Linked DNA regions of Arachis hypogaea: region 2 is linked to region 1. Evidence: chromatin contacts called from public Hi-C data. All regions are on one chromosome and are shown on one strand. The core of a region is the stretch at or near the end of the contact, and the rest is flanking DNA. Distances in the headings are between cores, read along the strand shown. Region 1 has its middle 8.9 kb from the start of LOC112782671. Region 2 has its middle 9.9 kb from the start of LOC112784891.

Region 1 (3,926 bases), core at 771-3,270:
AACTATTTCTCCATATATTATTTACAACTTGTTTACTGCTTGCTTTCTGATATTCTGAATTTATTGTTAATGCTTTTGAACTCTCAAAACACCATTTTCTGCTTGTCTGACTAAGTCAATCACTTAACCTTTGTTGCTTGATCCATCAATCCTCGTGGGATCGACCCTCATTCACCTGAGGTACTACTTGGTACTACCCGGTGCACTTGCCGGTTAGTTTGTGGGTTATAAATTCCGCACCAATTGCGGATGAGTTAGTTGAGAGAGAAGGAAGAGTGGTGCATATGGTGATTGTTGACAATGAATTGAGAAGGTGATGAACTAATGAGCTCGGAATGGAAGTGATGAATTGATGATGGTTATGATGAGTTGAGGACTCAAGGAGGAATGATGATCTCGTTGAATAATGAGAGTGTGTCAGACACTATATTATTGGGTCAAGTATGATAGTATGTAGTGTATTATGTCCCTGGGATTGAATTATGATTGATAATATTTTCTATTACAAGAGTGTGTCAGGCACTGTATCCTTGGGTTATGCATGCAAGTGTGCCCGGCACTATATCCGTGGGTGAATAGCATGTGCCCGACACTATATCTGTGGGTCAATAGAGTGTGCCCGACACTATAATCGTGGGTGTGGCAGAAAAGCGACATCCCAAAGGATATGTCGGGTTGGCAATTATGGACCGACAAGTGATATCACGAGCCAATAGGATAGACATTCATCATGTGCATTTTCTATCTGTTTGTATGATTTGCCGACTTGAAATTATATGCCTAAATGAATAACATGCCTATTTGCTTACTTGAACTACTTGCTCTATACGCTTCTACTTGTGTTTTACTTGCTTGCATTAATTGTGTTTGTCTGGTGCTGAGGAGATTAGGTAGGCGGTGGCGAAGGGATCGCATGGAGGATAGGTTGGTGAAGGCTGTGGGACAGCGGTATTTAGTTAGAATAGAAATCCCTTAAGCTAGAATATCATGTTTAGTTATGCTTATTTGGTTTAGAATGCTTTAAGTTTGAATCTTGTGATGGATATGGAGTCTAGGATTGCCTTTGGCGTCCCGGGTCTTATATCCTACATCACTAGGCACTGTTAACATACTGAGAACCTCCGGTTCTCATACCATATTTCTGTTGTATTTTTCAGATGTAGGTCGCAACCCACCTCGATGAGTTGTCTGGTTGGTGACAGGAGCGGAGGATTCGGATACTTCTTTCGAGTCTTTTGATTTATTTTGAATATGTCTCTCATTTTTTTTATTTTGTTTTGCCTAGAGGCTTGTATTTGAGAGAACAAAACTTGTATAAGCTGTTTTTACTATCGATTGTTATGTATGGTCTGTATATGGCTAGCCAGCTTAAACTCCGCGAGCCGTGGCTAGTTTCTTATGATATTATATACTTACTTTTTGTTATATTACCTTTGTTTTTTGTGCTTTAAGTTAGTAGCTTCGATAGTACGTTTTGCGCCATTTCAAATGCTGATTTTGAGCTATATCCTTCATTGGGCTTCTAGATATTATTAATTCCTTCTATATATGATATGTATAAGCTTAGAACTGTCGTAACTTTTGATTAACCTTTACTTTACGACGCGAGGTAAGGCTTAGGCTAATTAGGGTGTTACAGTTTTGATTATAAATAACTTTTTTACATGTCAAGCGACATGTGGCGTGCCATTTGTCACTGATCTGACACGTCAACCAATCATCTTGTGACACGTGGCATTAACCCACCATGTCATCATGCCACGTGGCATTTAACGTGACACGTCATCATCCAACTGATGGAATGACTAATGTGACCAAGTTGTGTATCTTTTGGGAATGATTTCGATTAATTTTGTCTTTCTAAGACTAAAATAGAGATCGAAATATCTTTTAGAGACGATTTTGACTATTAACTCTTGAAAAAAATGATAATTTATTTTCTTATTAGACGCATGCAGCCAAGCACCCTCGTTCATTTTTATCAAGAAGCTAATTAAGGACATTATATTATGGCATGTTGTGAGGCACTACTTTCACAGCCAGAAATACTCTTTTTTTTTTTTTTATAATTTGTAATGGTGTATCCTTGTCATTGATGAATTAAATTAAACAAGGATTTAGTATTTTTAAGCAACTCAAAGGGCGGTTAGGTAATATTTTACATCAAATGCATCTTTGGGACTTAATTAGTACAGCTAGACGCACATGTAACTACTAATTAATCATATATTAGTAGTAATAATTTAGTATACTATTATCCAAAAATGTTTATATAACATACCAACCGTCTAAGTCCTAACTTTTTAAAATGCGAATGGACTTAGCTGTTTTATACTTTAAAAAAATGAAAAATATTTTTATATTTTTAATTAGTTGATAATTTATTTATTTTTAAAATAAAAAAAATTAAAAACTTAATTATCGTTTATTATTATTATTATTATTATTATTATTATTATTATTATTATTATTATTGAATTAAAAAATTAATAAGATTATGAAAATTAAATTTTTTATAGATCTGATAAAATTAGATGTTCAAAAATTTAAGTGTTCAACCGAAACTCAATTGAAATTGAATTAGATATAATAAAATAATATATTTATATAAAAAATATATATTTCTTTTAAAAAATTTTTTGTATATTATTATTTTAAACCGATTAACCGTTAAAAAATCATACCGGTTCAATAGGTTAAATCAAATTTTTAACCAATTTTTCTAGTTTTTTTATCAGTTTATTGCTAGCTTTTTTTACTTTAACCGAATTAATTTGGTGACCGACTTGATTAATCTCGTTGAATCAACCCGTTTCGATTAGATTTTTAAAACTATAGAAATTAGTAGGATAATTTACCGAAATTTACTAGGTGACCTGTAGTCAACTTCACATGAAGCTGTTTCTAAATTAATGACACGTGTTATTATTTGGTTTGATAAAAAAATCAATTTATTTTATACAAATAATTTTTTTGAAAAAATCAGTTCGAATAAATCAAATAACCATCTTTTAATGATTTTTTTTTCAATTCTTTCTGCGTATTATTTCTAAATGATGAATTTGGTACGTTCTTTTCCATCCTTCTTGACCAAATTTGTTTCTTTAAATTTATCTTTTACTTTTATTTATTTAATTCTGGTAAATCTATGTATACAGAATTGTTTGAAAATGTAAAATTTGGTATTTTGAACAAAAAAAAAAAGCCTCACATCTTTTTGTTTGTATAGGATGACAAAGGAAAAAAAAATAGGAATCAGAATGAAAAGAAAAAAATTAGGGTTCACATGGAAGGAGAAATCGAGTTTACTATACAAATAAAAGTTCATAAATAGTACCATCTTTTTCTATTTCGTCCTAAATATCAAATAATGTGATGAAATGAACAGTTATGTATTTATTAAATGATTTTTATTATTCATAAAGAATTGAATAAAAACAAAAATTAAAAATATATTTGAAATAAGAAATTTGATTTAAAAATACAAATAAGAAGAATATACTCGATCAATTAAAAATTTGAGATTAGTTCTCAAAAATTGAAAGAGAACGAATTTTAAAAGTATAACAAAGAAAAAGAGAATAAAAAGTGCCACAAATTGAGCCTCTTTGAGTTTTGGAAAGTGTTTTTTCTTTCAATTCAACTATGAACTATCACTATAGCAGTTAATTTCGGCCAACAAATATTGAATTGCATTGGTCAAACAAACTTACTCGAACAAAACAAAAACCAATAGAGACGAAAACTACTTCAGATCTTGTTGCAAGTGATCGTTTATTCTCTTGGCTAATCCAGATTTGCCAAAGAGATTTGCACTTGATGATGCTCCGCTCTCAACAAATATAATCATCAAGCATTCTACACTTGTGATCCAATTCTTGGTTACACTTATTATCCATTTCTTGAATAAAGTCACGTTTCATAAT
Region 2 (3,926 bases), core at 721-3,220, 120 kb before region 1:
GAATGCTGATCTAGCGCAATTGTATGATATGATGGACACAACTTATGATCGTCCTAGTAGAAAGAAAGAGAGTTTTAACCCACAAAAAACTGAAACGACATGGTTTCCAAAGGGTTTGGGAGCAAAACCAATACGCCGTCGTTTAAGTAGTGTCTACTATGTCATGTAATTGCATCAGATCAACATTCTGCTGACGAAGATGATTGCAGAGGCAACCTAGAGCCACAATTGCAAATTTAAAAATTCTAATTGGAATCAACAAAATTATAGGGATCATTCTAAGTATCGGACTAAATTTTAAGGGTCAAATTGAGATTTAACTCCATATTTAATTGATAAGCGTGAATACTTTAGAGAACCGGGTACGGTAGCGTAGTGATAGAGGTATTTTGGGGTTTGCCCCTGATTTATTCATTGGCCATTGCTAAGGTGCTGAAAATGTTTTTTTTCTTCTGATGCTGAAAATATGTGGCACTTTGAAGTAGAAGACACGTGCTTTTCTTTTGTTGCCTCCAAAGTACCGACATTTGCTGTGCCAAAGCTGATGGTGATCAATTGATGATGTTTGCCCAAAATTTGGTTAAATGATAATAATATTATGTAAATAATGGGAGTTAAATTATTGGGCCTATTTTTGAGGATCCAACAAGTATTGGAGGTCACATTTAAGTGTGGCTGTTTTATGTTTGTGTTATTGAACCAAAAAAGAGTGAACATAATATGTGACGTTGAAATCCGATTTTTGTTTAATGTTTTGAACCATGAAAATTTTTTGGGGCATACAAATGAAATTGGATAATGAAAATACTCTTATGGTAATAATAAACAATTAAACTATAAAACCCAAGAAAATAGATAATAACAATAATAATAGTTATAATATTTAAAAAAAAAAAGAGAAGATAGGTATGAAATTAAAGATTTAGGATACAAAGAAAACAGGTGCTTCTTACTGCTCTATAGTGTTTAAAGCGCATGTTATTTTGTTTTAAAATTTTGTTCTATACATTAAAGGAAATTAATAACTTTTATTTTTTTGAAAAAAGAATATTTATTTAGATATTTAATTTTTCAAGTTTAATAAATTTAATTTTTAAATTAAATGAATTGAAAATTTTAAATAGTAGTATTTTGAGTTTAAATATAATTATTAAAAGTCTATGTTAAATTGAAAAATTATGTTTAAATTAAAAATTTTTTGAAAATAAATTTTTTATGAATTTATTTAAATAGATATAATTCATACCTTGAATTATTTTAAATTGTTTTAAGTTTAAACATATATTTTCGCTTTAACGTAAACTTTCAAAATTTATATTTAAACTCAAAATACTACTACTTAAATTTTTCAATTTATTTAATTTCAAAATTAAAAATAATTAAATATCTAAAAAAATATTCTTTTTTAAAAATAAATAAAGTTATTAATTTTTTTTATTCCAAAGAAAAAAATTTTAAAACTAAATAACATGACTTTACAACAACATAAACGAGTAAAAAGTATCTTCTCCTTTTGTATTCTAAATCTTTAATTTTAGAACTGTCTTCTATTTTTTTTTAAATATTATTATTATTATTATTATTATTATTATTATTATTATTATTATTATTATTATTATTTATTTTCTTTGATTTTATATTTTTATTGTTTATTATTACAATAATAGTATTTTTATGATCCAATTTTATGTTCATGTCCAAAAACATATTTCATGGCCCAAAACGTAAAACAAAAATCTTGTTTAGTGTCATATACATTATGTTCTCTTTATTTTTGTTCCATAACATAACAAAAAAATAATGAAACCAAATATTTACTGGATCCTCAAAAATAGGCCCAATAACATAATTGCTATCATTAATAAAAGATTATTATCATGTAACCAAATTTTCAGCATACATCACCATCAGTCTTAGCGCAAAAATTGTCGGCAACTTAGAGGCAGCAGAACCACGTGTCTTCTCTTTCATCATACCACACACTTTTAGCACGGACAGAAAAAAATTCGTTTCAGCACCCTAGGATGACCCTTATTCATTTGGGAGGTTAGGTTTTCGTTAATAATTCAATAATATTTATATTTAAAGATAAAGTTTAATTATTCTGTTGTTTTCTATATTTTTATCAAATTTTTAATTAGATTCCTACTAAAATTACCAATGAATAGAGTAGTGTAGGATTTTTATTTTAAAAATTTTCTTAAAACTCAATACTACTTTATTTGTGGGTTGAGAATCTCTCGACCTTAATTCTAGTCACCCTAAAATTTTCAATCCTATCTTACTTACAGAAAAATTAAATTTTTTTAAGAAAATATAAAATTTATCTTTTCATATTTCATATATATTAATAAAATAGAAAATAAAAAAACTAAATTTAAATTAAAATTAAATTAAAATTAAAAACAGTGAAATCTTAAAAAAATTTAACATAAAATTATAAATATCATGATCGTTAAGTTCTTAATAAAATAAAAATAATACAAACAAACATAAATATTTTATCACTCTTTTTTTAACTTCAAGTTTTTGCAACATTATCCTTTAAATAACAAACATACTAAATTAGTAATTTAAATTAATAGCTTAGTAGTTATTTTAAACTTTTAAAAGAAGGAGGTCGTGGGTTCAATAACTTAAAATTCATTAGTGCTGAGCTCACTTTTCTTTTCCTAATCTATTGATTCTTTCATTCAAATTTTGTTGATGCATTCACCTTTTAGTGAAAACTTTAAAAATTTTGACTTTTGTTTGTTATGTGCCCTAAAATGGAACTCATTGTATTTTACTTCATTTAATGAATAAAATACATATACTTTTGAAAAAAAATGTGTAGATTAGAATTGAATCATAGAATATTTATATAGTAGAAGTTTAAAAACCACGATTAATTAATTGTTTAATTAAAATAATTTAATGGCTCAAAATAAGTTTGAAGACCCGACGATGGCGAATGATGAGGGAGGGAGGGGGAGCTAGGAAGCAGTTGGTGATGGAGGCCAAGTTTGGGTGACGAAGCCTGCTATGGGCACTAGAGGGAGACATGCATCGCTGACAAAGACGAATACTAGCTATCGTGAGGGTCTGGGTTTGTTGAGACAAGGCGAGATCTGAATGGAGGAGAGGGGTGGGGCAACGATGCTGGTGATTTGGCTGTGGCGAGTACACTGTGGGTAAGTGGAGGTTTGGTGGGCGGACCAGTTTGGAGGCGGAACTGGTTTAGGCCTTGGTTGTTACGGCGATGTTGTTGCGAAGCATAAGGGAGAACGGTGTGGTGGTACAGTAGGGTATGGAATGAGGCTGGGTGTCCCAAATGCAAAGGAAGGTGAGGAAGCAAGTTGCAAAGGTGGTTGCCAGAGAAACATGTGTTCAATGAAGGGTACAACAGACAATGTCCCAGGTGTAGTTAAGGTACAAGAACTAATGGTAGCGTCGGAGCTAGGTAATGATGACGCAAGGGAGGCTTCAGATGGCTTGGGGAATACCAGTTGTGATGATGGTAGTGAAGCTGGAACTGAAACTTCAGAAAATAAATGTGCAAATAAAATGCAAGAAAATAGGAAAGCTTGGGAGCTTGCAGTGGGGTTTGGAGCAGTACAGTACAATAAGGAAGATGACATTATGGTGATACTTCAAACACAGAATGAGGCGATAACCCAAAAGAAAAAGCAAGCTAAGCAGAAGGAGAAGGCTAGGAGAAGTCGTCCGAAAAATTGAAAAAAAGTGTGTATAAATGCGTTAAAATGATATTTAGCTCTTGGAATGTTAGGGGGTTGGCGGGAGTTGGGAAATTGAGTATGGTGAAAAACTTTAGGAGAAAATTTAAACTGAATATGCTAGGCTTAATAGAGACAAAGAAAGCGGTTTTGACTAAATTTGATATAGTACAACTTTGGAGAAATGATGTAGTTCGGTGGGAGTTTGTA

Evidence for each region. Hi-C and Micro-C count contacts between places; a contact is called where the count stands out from the background.
Region 2: a contact with region 1 is called in a Hi-C map of leaf, with 2.3 times the contacts expected there. The contact joins two enhancer-like sites. A contact is called at or near these places in 2 of 8 Hi-C or Micro-C datasets (both in leaf).

Annotation. Positions count from the first base shown.
Region 1 is chr20:25,905,090-25,909,015 of arahy.Tifrunner.gnm2.J5K5, reverse strand. No RefSeq gene overlaps it. Among protein-coding and RNA genes, the nearest start is that of LOC112782671, 8.9 kb to the right of the region's middle. Within about 2 kb of position 2,020, at least 1 of the 3 cell types and tissues checked has open chromatin away from gene starts, as enhancers often do.
Region 2 is chr20:26,022,650-26,026,575 of arahy.Tifrunner.gnm2.J5K5, reverse strand. No RefSeq gene overlaps it. Among protein-coding and RNA genes, the nearest start is that of LOC112784891, 9.9 kb to the left of the region's middle. Within about 2 kb of position 1,970, at least 2 of the 3 cell types and tissues checked have open chromatin away from gene starts, as enhancers often do.